Regions from separate parts of the Mus musculus genome. Here region 1 is linked to region 2. A link is a contact called in public promoter capture Hi-C data. All regions are on one chromosome and are shown on one strand. The core of a region is the stretch at or near the end of the contact, and the rest is flanking DNA. Distances in the headings are between cores, read along the strand shown.

Region 1 (6,485 bases), core at 3,641-6,140, 500 kb before region 2:
AATCAAGATCCAACCTAATGGTTCCCTCTCATGGCCCTTTAAGTAAAAACTGTAAAATTACAGCAACACCTATCCTCTGCTCCCAGAAATTCTGATTTATCAAGTCTTGACTGTGTTTCAGATACTTGTGAAGTCTGTCATTGGCTTGCGCTGAATATATCCTGCAGAGTTCTTTTAAGACTAACTTCTGCCAGGGTCTTGAAGAATCATTACAATCTTTCAAGTAACTGCCATTTTTTGTTTTGAAGGTGTTTATTAGATTTTCTGAATGGGAGAAATAAGAGAGTTTTTCACAATGGGTTTCAAGACAGATCTGCTGCCTGTATCTCCTTTAGACATAAGATCCCATACAAATATCAGGAACAGCTATATGATGAGAAATTATTTCAGAACACTTTGTTCTTAGGAAGTAAAAAAATCTAAAAGAAATTTATGGAAGTGGCTATGTTACCACTGGATGCACCTGAGTTTAAGGATTCTGTTGGTCAAAATGTCCTCAGAAGGCATAGTCATGATACAGATGACAAATTATATTAATAATAAATCCTACACAACTTAGGTAGTCATTCACATCTCTGGTAATTCTTATGTTAACTGCTAGCTAATACTGATTTTTTTTTTCAGCTCAATTACATCTTATGGAAGTTTAGCTAAAATTTTTCTTAGTTTCAATAAATGTTCATAAAAGTACATTGACATAAATTTTCAAGGAAACAGAAATGAAGTCTTAAGATCAATGCAACATTCCTTGGAAAACAAATGAATAAAATGCCCTTGTAACTTTCATTTAATAAGTACATCTGAAAGTACAGTGTCTACATTCCATTTGAAAGTACGGTGTCTCCTTATTCTCATAAGACCTACTGTTATCTTCATGACAATTCTGTGAGATACTTCTGATTAATCTTATATTGCAACTGAAGAAATGAGGTTCCAACCGTTAAATGTCCCACAAGCCCATGACAATGTACGTTATAACATTAGAGGTGCTGCCTCTAATCATATATCCCACCAATGGATTCAGGTGGCCTATTTGAGGGATTAAAAGAATTTTTAGTTTGTGTTTACTGATTATTTTTCAGGTAAAACTTGCTTTTGCTATTTGGGAGACAGAAAATGAACAGATATATTTCTATACTATATATTTGTATCTCTTAAAATTATTACGAATACATTAAATCTATAACATTATTTAGAAAAGTGGATGCATATCTGATTGGAAGGCTAGCACATGCACACACACACACTGTCTACAGGCCACATTAAACCATGTTTGCACAAGATATCTCTGCATACATGTATACCCAGACATAATCTGCTCTGCATCCATTCCCCCTGCCACTCCTTGGCTAAATCTTCAGTAAAGTTAAAGACTTGGTTAAATATCATCTCCTCCAAGATGTTTTTAAGTCTTTGTTAAGAGTTCGTCCAGCTATATCCGATGCCTGGTTATATATCACCATTGAACCTGTTTATTTATGTTCACACATTTATGCCTTAAATTTTAAATAAAAGTATAGAAATCATTATAGCTTTAACATTCATCTTTAAAACAACTCTACTCAATCATTAAGAAAGAGGTATCAAAAAATGGCAAAATACAATTTACTTATCCCACTTTTTCTTAAAGATTTTTTTAAGGGCTGGACAATGGTTTCTTATGCATTGAATCCCAATATTATAAAAGCAGAGGCAATCTAATTTCTGTAAGTGAGGCCAGCCTGATATACAGAGTTCCAGGACAGTCAAGGCTACACAAAGAAACCCTGTCTCGAAAATGAAACAAACAAACAAAAACTGTAGTGAAATGTTCAATTTAGACGTGTATTTACTTACATAATACTGCCATATCTTGGGTTTCAAAAGAACACCTAGCTATTATCACTGTTGTATTAGCCTGACAGCTCACCATACTACTTCTAGTGTTACGATTTCAATATTACACTTAAAACATGTTCCATTCCATGACCTTTTAAAAAACTGATCTTTTGGAAGGGTTGGGGGAGGGGTGGAATGGCTCAGGGATTAAGAGCAATTTTTCCTCTTGTAGAAGACCTGGGTTCAGCTCCCCACATCCACAACTGCAGCTACAGGCTGTCTGACTCTTGCTCCCTAGGGCTGTGATGCACATGTCTATGCAAGAAAATTACTCAATAAATAAACTAAAAGTGAATCATATATATGTATATTTCCACGGGATCTTTAACTAAAGTCGTTTTTGATGCATAAAGACCATTTCCCCCTACCCTGCTTTCTTGAGCTACTTTGCAAACTTAAATGAACACATGCATCAATACAATATATATTTTTCAAACTTTCTGAGAAATTTGTTATTTTCTCATATCTAATGAACATCTAATACACAAAAGGTAGGCAGTGGGGGGAATGGAACACAAAAGGATGGAGGAATGAAAGAAAGAAAAATGGAAGTGGAAAGAAGAAAGGAAGAGGGCAAGAGAGGGATGGGGTCAAGATGACACAGGTGGAGTCCAATATTATTTCATAAAATAGAAAATTAGAACCAAAACTCACCCAGGATTAAATGCATGATTGCATAAACAAAAACAAAACACACAGCAACAAAAAAGTCAAACCGACAGTAAATAACCTGCCCAAGATCAGAAAGAATGAAAACATTTAGTTTTCAAATCTGTCTGGTACTCATTCTGCAACTATATTTTCTTTTAACACACTGACTTTCCCAAAATCCAAAGAGCCAGGAGGCCTTCACAGTAAAATAGACTTAAGAACACTGTGTAGAGCTTTCAGAGGAGTCAGCTGACTTAAGAATAAAACAATCAGGCTAGGGAGAAGGCTTTGTGCAGAGTAGCCAGGTCAGAGAGTTAAGATGGAGTATTGCAGGCTGAACTAAAGTGTCAGGAAGGGACCTGAATATAAGCAAAGATTACTCCTGTGCTTGGTGTCTTTGTAGCTGCCTGTTCAGATGTCAGGAACCTAGGCCAGGCAAGATGGCCTAAGGGTATAAAAAGACTGCACTCATTAAACAAATCCAAGAGTTAATAGCAGTTTGTGTGGTTATTTACTACCTAATGACCTAAGGCAAAACAGCTGCTTAAACTGATCAAGTGAAGCAGGCCAAGGGAACACACAAAGCCATCCTGACACAATAAACAGCAGGAAAACCCCCTCTAATTATTAATATAAGAAATTACCAGGACTACTCTTTGGTGAATAGTCCGACAGGCCTGCACCTGCACAAATCAAAACTTCAAAATCATTTGTAATACCCTATTAAAAAAGAAAACTGTAGCCACTCTCTTCTTAAATATGACATAAAAAAGTCCCTGACAGAAGTGTGGACCCTGAGGAATATGTTTGCATCTTCTAGAAGCTTTTCTTACATTACTGTACCAAGCTGGAGCAGCTGTTTTTCATAGGGATACCATAGTGCTGGCAGGACACTGAGATGTCCCGAGCTGCTGCTTTTGTAACAGATCTCTCTTCTTCTCAAGTGAGTTCCTTGCCCAGACATTAGAGCTCACCCAATTATGGCTCTTACGTAATTTGCCAGGGCATACTAAAATAGAAAGTGGTTAAGAAAAGTTAAATCAGACGTTTATTACTCAAAAACTAATGACTAACATTAGGTGTTCTGCCCTTTTGTGGTTGCAAAGATACAAATTCTAGGACAGTTGTTTATTCATGGGCAGAGGTAGGAGAAGTATGCTGAATTTCAGAAGATTTCCATTCATCCCCACCCCTCTTTAGAGTTTTCAAACAGCACTTGAAATAAAGTGTAAATATGTACAAGGGCTCATATGGTTAAACTTTCTATCCCTTTAATATTACTCTAATTTTTCAATTGCATTCTAAATTTTTTATCTTAGAAAGATGCGTGAAATTTTATTTCATAAAATAAGTCACATAGCCCCCAACTCTTTCTCTCCAGACCCCCTTTTTCTCTCTTTCTCTCCTAAAGCAGAGCATTGTTTAAGGCTCACCTTAAGGTCCTTAGCCTAGAGTTACTGTTTCTAATGTCTCGAGTAAAGTGAAGAACAGTCATTTTGCTATTACTGCCATGTATAAATTTTAACTCTTTCCATTATCATATAAAGAGTCATCCTAATCCAAAATGTCTTTAAGACCTGCAGCTGTTTCCTTTGTGTGAAAAGGAGACACAAAGACAATCTTGGGGTTCAAGAGGTCTAAAATGTTTTATGGGTGCTGCCTTAGCTGGTTTATAGCACGTGGTCATCTTAAAGAAGATGGTGGTGCAGTCACATGGTGGCTACTATTTAGAAACATCTATTTTACTTAACAAGAGTTGAATATATATACATACATATTCATATATTCAATATGCATACATATATATACACACACATATACATACATATGTATGTGTGTGTGTGTTTTCCCTAAACATGTTGAATCCGAGCTACACATATAGTATCACAGAGAAAATTAAGATTACCTAGGTATAGTCTTGTTTTTTGTTTTTTGTTTTTTTTTTTAACGTATTAGCTTTTGGTTGCAAATTTTAAGCTAACTTTTGTTCCAAATTTTACAGAGTTTATATAATAGTTTTAAAATAATTTTTGAGAGCAAAGAGCAAAAAGCATAGAGATAAAAGATTTTCTAGAGTGGAAAGTAGAAAAAGCTTAGAGATAAGAGACTTTTGTCGAATATTTGCTTGTATGATGGCAAATGTTTTACAATATGTGGGAATTTGCAAATTGATTTGGCGCTACTGCACTAAACTAAGGTCACCTTTTTCAGCCAGACATCATGGCTTCATACAGTCTCTGGCTCCAAAGAGGAAAAGAGAAAAAGGAAAAATCAGGAACTCCACCAGAGGGAGGGTTCTAATTAGGAGGAAGCTGACAGACAGGAGGGACAGGGCTGCAAACAGGAACTCCACCCCAGAGGATGTCTGTATCACAGAGGTCAGGGAAGGTAAAGGAAGAAACAACGGGTTCTAGCAAGCTATGGAGAGAGACCACGCAGGCAGCTTCTAGCAGAGAGGAGGAAGCTCGGAGGGAGCCGAGAACATGCAGTGAAGGAGAAAGGCGTGAGGGAGAGGATAAGTGTTCTGTGCAACAAGAGCTTCAATCTGGGGCATGCTCAAATGCACTGAGAGATTTGTCAGAGAGAGAGATATCTCCAGTCACAGAGGAGAGGCATCCATTTTCTATATGACAGGGGCCCAGGAGGCTGAGAAGAATGGTTTTATAGTAATAGTAAGCTCCAGCAAGTCAACAGAGACAAAGCAGATAGTGCTGCAGTTAAATTTACTCAATAGAAGAGGACTGAGGAGGTGGAGGGAGAGAGAGCCTTTATTTGTGAAGGGCACCCAGGAGGGGGAAGCAGGCTCCAGGAGCCAGAGAGCTGCCCCGAATACCACAGCAGAAGTACAGAAGGTGAAAGGAAGAAGCAAGGAAGAGGAAGACTCTAGAATTAAATAAATAAAAACAAAACAGATACATGCGTATCTTAGGAGAGTCAAGTCTGCAGCTTCGTTTGCTTAGGAAAGGCAAGACCCCTTGAAAGGGAGGGATCCATTTGTGCTCCCACCCAGAGCTTTCAGGACCAGATGTATAAACTGAGGGTTTAGGCACTAGATTTATAAACTAAAGACTTGACTACTCCGAAGTGTTGTTGATGGAAAGACTTTAATTGTAGATACGAAGAAGGACACAGCCAAAGGCATCTGAAAGAGTCCAGACCACAAGAGGAACAGAGAGGGAGAGAGGGAAGCTGAAAGAGGGAAGCCCAGGAGTTGGAGTTTAAAGCAGGAGGTAGGATCAGAAGCGCTGAAAAGAGCCATGAATAGTTGTGCTGCTATACTGAAAGAGCCTAAAGGCCAGCACTGGTTTTGGTTGGTCAACAGTCAACACCCATTGGCCATTTGTCCCTTGACATTGACAGGAAATGGCTCCTTTGGTAGAGAGAATGAGCGCCATATTTTGGGAGAATGGAGCTTCCTAAAACCTGATACTATAAAGAGAAATGACTTTGCTACCCCTGCCACGTATAAATTTCAATTCTCTCCATTACGAACAGATACACTTTTAAAAAACAAAATTATGGGACTCAATGATTCTGTGTTTGTATCCATGCTCAGTAAAAGAAGCTAAAGTTTGTGATTCATTGAGATGACAGTAGAGACTGGCAATACTTTATTACCAATTTTCTAAATTTTCCTTGCCTACCAAAATAGAATTGGAATGAATTCCTCAGAATTTTCAAAATGTGCTCTACTATGAGCCTATGAGGTGGGGGTGGGAAGGGACAGACATTCAGCTCGCCTCGTGCAACTGTGTGCTATTTCTCATTGCTTCCAATTACGATGCCAACACCTCATTGGTCAATTTGCTTTTCTGGCTCTCACATATACTCTGTAACGCCCTGAAGTGTGTAAGGGTGTTTTCTTGGAGACTGTCATGGTGCTCATGCCTGGCCCATGCTTAACAGTATGCTATAAAAGCAAAACAATATCGACAAGAGCTAAAGGCAGCGAATAA
Region 2 (6,701 bases), core at 3,670-6,169:
ATGATAGGGTGTGAAGAGTATAGAGAAGATCACAACTGCCAGGACCACCAGGCGTTGGGGTTTGTCCAGTGGCAGGGCAGTTGCTTGCTGCTGGCTCCTCCTCTTTAAGAAGACTACCATCTTGTAGTAGAAGAAGCACATCACAGAGAGAGGAATTAGGAAGCCCAACAAAGTCAGGCAGAGGCTGTAAATGAGATTGTGTTCAGGGTTTCCAGAACTTGCATAGTCGATGCAGTTACTGCCCTCTTCTTTTGGGACAGAATTGATGAAAGTGAGCATGGGTAGAACTTCTAAGGTCACTAAGGCCCAGACAGCCAGCGAGATTAAAATGGCAAATTCCTTCTTTTGTAGAAAGTGTTCTCGGAAAGGGTACTTCATGAGCAGATATCGGTCCATGCTAATGAAAGTGAGGAAGAGGATGCTGGTGTAGAGGTTGGTGTGAAGCACATATCGGTTGCTTATACAGAGAACATCTCCATAGGTCCCCTTATCATTGGCATAACTCTTTATCAGGATGGGAAGGGTGCACAGGAAAGCAAAGTCAGAGATGGAAAGGTTAAAAAGATAGACATTGCTGCTGTTCCAGTTCTTCATGCAGAAGAGGTAGCCAAACACCACAGTGACATTCCCAAGCAGTCCAAAAATGAACTCGATTGCATAAAATGCAGAGAGGTAGTACTTATTCAAGATAGCCTCTGTTGCCAACCAATTCTCACAAGATAAATTCTGTGCCTAAGGCAAAGGGGAAAATATAAGATCAAACATTAGATTGTGAGCAAGAACAAATGGTAGAACAGTCACGGAAAACCTAAAACTTAACTGGGGAGGGTTGATAAAGAATGTGCTTGTCATACTTGATGGCATGGACCTTCAATACGAGGGCTGGAGAACCAGAGACAAGCAGATCTCTATGAGTTCCAGGACAACCTATCTACAGAGACAATTTCAGACAAGTTATGACTATATGCTGAGACCCTCTCTCAAAAAATGCCTATTTTATACACATTAATACATTGAATGCATGTACCCACATTATATATGTGTGTGTGTGAATACATTATTTCAACAAGGCTTCATTGATAACTTCACGTTGTAGTCTTGTAGCTGGTTGTGACAGACAGCATAGAATAAAGCAAGTGACTTATGTGAGGCCATGAACTATCTCTAAGAAGAATCAAGAAAAAATATACAGGGTGCTATATTATAGATGTGAATAAAAGCAAGTAATAATTAAAACATTGGAAGTGGTGAAGTGATGCTTATAGTTTGTTCTCTGAACTGCACACTTGCACCTCCTCATATGTACAACACACATGCTTGGACACACTTGCACTCTCACACACACTAAAATAAATAAATAAATAAATAAATAAATAAATAAATAAATAGCTACCTACCTAGATTACTAACTAACTAAATAAATGTAATACAACCGTGAGAGAGTTTTGGGATGGAGGATGTGTGGCTACCTGTCTAGGAAATTAAGGAAAGCCATGCATCTCTGCCTGAAGAAAATTTGTGTCCAAATACAGGAAAACCATGGCCCAAAACTCATTGTAGAAGGAAGAAGAAGGCTTAATAATCAGCAAATATGTGAGAGAAAGTAGTAAAGTCAGGAGAAGATGCTAATTCACCTTTGTATCTTCATGGCCAGCCACAGATCCCTACAAATTCTGATGAGTTAAACTGTCTTGAACTCTAACCTAGGAAAGGAAGTAAGGTTGTTGAATACAATTGTTGTTTTGAATAACTTTTATTTTGTGGTGTATGGCTAAAGATTTTTTTATTTTATTAAACATAGAACATATCACACCACTTTAAAATATAATGTCTTAAACTTTAAAACAGGACTGAAAACCTTAGGAATAATAATGATGAACACCATGTTTTAAAGCTAAGGGTGTAACCAAATCTTGTGCTCACCGGTGTCTAGGAGTTGATTCATTCGAATACTAATGAAAATTAGGGACTAGTAGAATCACTATGAGAAACGATTTCTCTGAAGTTTTCAAGCTTCAATATCTTAGTTTTAGCAATATATCCTACAGTGGTTTATCTAGAAACGATAAAACTATTTTTCTTTGTTACACAGGAAAGTACTCCAGATTTAGTGTTGAGGAGTCACGCTCTTCATCCCCCTTTACCAGAGTAGGATTCGATTCATGAGGGCAAAGCTGTGACACAACTTTCATTCAGGTTCTGACATTCCATATGATGAATTAAGTCTCAGCATATGAGTTTTGAGAGCATAATATCCACACTTAGCCCTTGCTGAGGTCATACACCCAACTGCTCTGGGTCTGTTTCTACTGGAGTAAAACGCCTGACAAAAGTATGTTAGGGAGAGTTTAGTGTAGTTCACTGTTCCAGGTTACAGTCTATCATAGCATGGAAGTCATGATGGTGGGAGCTTGAGAAAGCTATCCACATCACATCCACAGTCAAGAGCAGAGTGAAATAAATGTGTGGGTGCTCATTTGCTTGTGCTCAGCTGGATTCCTACAACACAGGAATTTACCTAGGAAGTGAAATTGACCACCATGGGATGGACTTCCAACATCACTGAATTAAGACCTGTACCTTTGCCTTGCTTGTCCTACAGTGACTCTTGCTTTAAAAACAAACAAACACACAAACACCACCAGGACAAAACACTTTAAACATGTCCTTTTTAGGTTGACTATGTGGTACTGGGTAAATAGTTATTGTGTGCTTCTCTGGGAGAGACTATTTCTCCCACTCTCAGCATTCCATAGTTGACTGTGATTCTTTGTTTAGGGTTGAGACCTCGTGGTCCATTCCCTGTCTTCTCTAGCATGGCTATTGTTACTGCCCTTGTTCAGACCAGTTTAGGAAGTCATGTTGGTGAAATTTTATGGATGTAGCTTCTGACATGACGAGGAGACACAGTTTCTCAGGAGACACCCAGCTCTTACAAGCTTTCTGCCCTCTTCTACACAGTGTTCCCTGAGCCTTAGGTGTGGAAGTTGTTTTGTAAATAATATTACACCAAATTAGGAGGTTGTGTTTATAAATATATGTGTTCATATATGCCTGTAAGAACAAGTAATGCAAAAAGAGGCCATACATTAAAAAGTGACCAAGGAAGGGTATATAGGAGAATCGAGAGAGAGGGAAAAAAAAGAAGGGGAAAATAATGTAATTATAATATAATCGTAAAAGTACAAGAAGTAATTAAACAAACAAAAACAAAAGGTGTGTGGATGAAATACATATTAATTATAAAGTACAGTGTGGGTACAAATAACAAAAAATCAGGGAAAAATGTTTAAATCAATTAATCCTATTATTTTTATGCTTTAATATTGCTGAAATTTGTTTGTTAAAATGAGATTTTGCTTTTCATGACGTCTTATAATCTATTCATTTAATATGTTTTCAACTTGGTTTATTTTTAAATCCCTTTTCATATCCAAACATTATCAGATTATGGTTTTATAGTGTTAGGCTCTCCAATACTTATAGGCTTATAGGCTGATTCAACTTCATAAGGACACACTTTGAGAATATTGTATTCCAAATTCAGGTATATATATACATATATATATATATTCAGGTATATATACATATATATATATATATATATATATATATATATATATATATATACACACATACATACATACCTCCGGGTGTCTTTTGTTATGGTATAATTATGCAAATTAGGGAAGTAAGGTGTGCTCCTTTAGGCAAAACTCTGAATTCAAGGGGGGCATGTCCTCTGAACCATCACTAGCCTATACTTTTCAGGAGCTGTCCTCTTCATAGGCAACAGACATGGCGACAACATGTAGTGGCTTACTGAGGTGAACCATTAACCGAGAACTTTCTTTAAAAAACACATTAGTAACTAAAAGGAAATCATTATTAGCTTCTAGCCCACAGTCACAGAGTCTGTTAGAATTAATAAGCTACATATAAACTGAATACACCCACATGAGAAAATTGCTACTACTCATTCTTAATTTGGAATGATGAAAATTCCTTATAAAATTAGTTCTCTAAACATAAAAATAATGCATGTTTTTACCAGAAATTAAGAAAAAATACATTAATGAAAAACCTGGTAATCCAATACAAACTCTGTTCCTATATCCTGGACCATTGCACAGAGCCTAACAAAAAATAAAAATTTTAACTGTCACTGGAAAGTAAAGTATGAAGATATTCCAACAAGTTTCTCTCATTAGTAAACAATTTAAATAAACTGTGTTTGAGTGTATATAAATATAAGTATTTGGTTCTGGTTAATTACGTCACTTTTATGTATTCCACAAGTTACACCCAAACATCAAACATTACAGTATGTATCAAGTTGCATTTTTCATTAATAAGTTAGAGAATAGATTATATAGTTTGGGGAGTAGAATAACAATCACTCTGCAGTTTACCAGTTCCTTTAGTAAATCTTATTCTTAAATCATCACATTTTGCCAAATATAGATGCAAATTTTAAATTTTGGAATGATTTAAAATTTACTCTACTATAAGTTCTTTAATTTACATGGTTAAATTTTTCATGACGCAAGTTATTTTCCCTTTCTCTAAATAATTTCACTTTTTCAAATAATTGTAATTATCTTTGTTGCGACATTATCAAATACAATGAGCCCTTTAAAGCAAAACACACTACATTTTTGTCTATTAAATCAATGCATTTAGAGCCACATGAAATAGATGTGAAAGTCAGATATGTTTGCCTTTGGCTGCTTCACATCTACTGAAGAACAGTTCCCTAGGCAGCATTTAGCTCACAGAACCCTTCCAAAGGAAGCCCTAAGCAGAAAGCTTGGTCTTCTTTGGTGTGACCGAGAGACATGAGCTGCAGTGTCCCTTACCATTCTGCTGTCGGCTTCTGTCTCGACAGAAAACTCTGCCAGGAGCTGGAGACAGCTTCTGACCCAGTGCTGTGTTGCTGGACATGACCAGTGCAGTCTGATTTGCATATTATGCAGCCAAGATTAATAATTCAAAAGGCAGGGATAATTTATTCAGAAAAACCTCCAAGTCATTCAGAGGAACTCCTGAAAAGCCGAAGGCACACAACAGATGAGTCATTTTGTAGAGAGTAGTTTTAACAAAGACATTTGAGGACAAGCTAATTTAAATTTAGTTGATACACTCCCAAAACAACATAGAAGCATTCTATCTTCCCATGTGTATGTGCATGGAACTGTGTACGCACATTTAGGTAATGAGAACAGCAAACATTTTATGGTTAATATATATAGTTGAACTCATTTTTCATTGTTTTACACATTTCTTTGGTGACTTCTATACTAAGCATACAATAATTAAACTGCTTCATAGAAATCCTGAGGGAACTATGACATGAGTACTTGGACGGCAGTCTGAATTTGAGCCTTGTCAGTGTGCTGCTGAAAGGCTGTTAGAACTTTAGATAGTATCCGTTTTATTTTCTGTGATTAAATTCAGGAAACATAAAGAAGTACATCAGATGGCTAGGGATTAAGGAGAGAGGCATTATCTTAGATGACAAGCTCAAGAGATAGTAGTAGACTTTCCCCAGTCAGTGCTCTGAACAGCATCCAGAAGACTGATTATTCCAGATAAGAAACAAACCTGGCCTTTTCTCAAGGCTACATCAGTTTTTTATTCAAGCAAAAATCTGGATTGGTTGACCTGAAGGGTGGGGATAACACTGAGGATGTATGTACATGGTAGCGACTAAGATACAATCACAGGCATTTTCTACTTGTAGAGGAAAAGAGGCTAGAGAGTACTTTGGGGTACAGTCTTCAGAAAGAGAGGAGAGTAGCCAGTTGTGGTTCATGGACCTCTCCAAGGTATAGAGTGGCCAGTTGTAGTTCATAGACCTCTACAATGTAAAAAGGAAAGTTCTGACCACCACCATGGCAGGAGGGGCTGGAGATGGTGATTCCCTCTTTGTGGGTACCTGGAGTTCCCCAGAGTTTCCTCTTTCTTGTCTCTACTTCCTGATGGCCAAAAATGTGGTCGGTACTTCTCTTTTTCCCCCCCACAGGACTGCAAGCTGATAGTTTGGGCTTCCTGCCAAGAGCCACACTTCCCCAGGACCCCTCCACTGGTACCAGGGCAGATACAGTAAATAGACTGCTGTTCCTTTCATACCGTGACACCTTATTCAGGGTTACAGAGCAGAGGTACGGAGAATCTGTCCAGCAGGACGAGTGTCACTGTCACACTTCCAGGCCCCCTCACAGGCCCAAATATAAGCTCTGCATTCTTGATGGAACACTGTATGGTCACATTCCTGTTCTAAATTTGTATTAACTTTATAACAAGGGACCAAACATTTCCCTTGTGCTGGATTTGCAAATTATGTTGTCACTTCTGCCAGAGAGAGCACACATCTCTCAGGAAGTGATTTCTGTTCAGCCTATAATATTTCAGTGGGCAGAGCTTCTGACTTTGTTTTCTTTGTTGATAGAAACAATGTAACACATTGGATCTCATCAAATTTTCAATTCTCTTAACTGTAAAGTAGGGATACTTGTGACAATCCCAGGAAATACATATATCTACATAGAAGTCTGTGTATTATACTATACACTGGGGATTAGTCATAACAAGCTGTTGGCTAATATAATATGTCATACTTGCTTGCTAAAGATTAATTATTACAGACATTTTCAATAAATTAAACTTCCTTCCATATGAGTACTTCAATTTAATGCTGT

Evidence for each region. Promoter capture Hi-C pulls out the DNA fragments that hold promoters and counts their contacts.
Region 1: a contact with region 2 is called in a promoter capture Hi-C map of neutrophils, with 3 times the contacts expected there. The contact joins the enhancer-like site here to the promoter of Sucnr1 in region 2. A contact is called at or near these places in 3 of 39 promoter capture datasets (the 3T3-L1 cell line, hematopoietic stem and progenitor cells and neutrophils).

The regions. Positions count from the first base shown.
Region 1 is chr3:60,579,351-60,585,835 of GRCm38.p6, reverse strand. The region is part of intron 2 of Mbnl1 (muscleblind like splicing factor 1); the gene reads right to left. Among named protein-coding and RNA genes, the nearest start is that of Mbnl1, 81 kb to the right of the region's middle. Within about 2 kb of position 4,890, at least 52 of the 459 cell types and tissues checked have an H3K27ac peak or open chromatin away from gene starts, as enhancers often do. A contact at or near this core is called in hematopoietic stem and progenitor cells and neutrophils, where this site is marked.
Region 2 is chr3:60,080,087-60,086,787 of GRCm38.p6, reverse strand. It overlaps Sucnr1 (succinate receptor 1), which reads right to left and starts at 4,919. Exons shown (of 2, transcript NM_032400.2): 1 at 4,860-4,919; 2 at 1-732. The coding sequence starts at 4,862.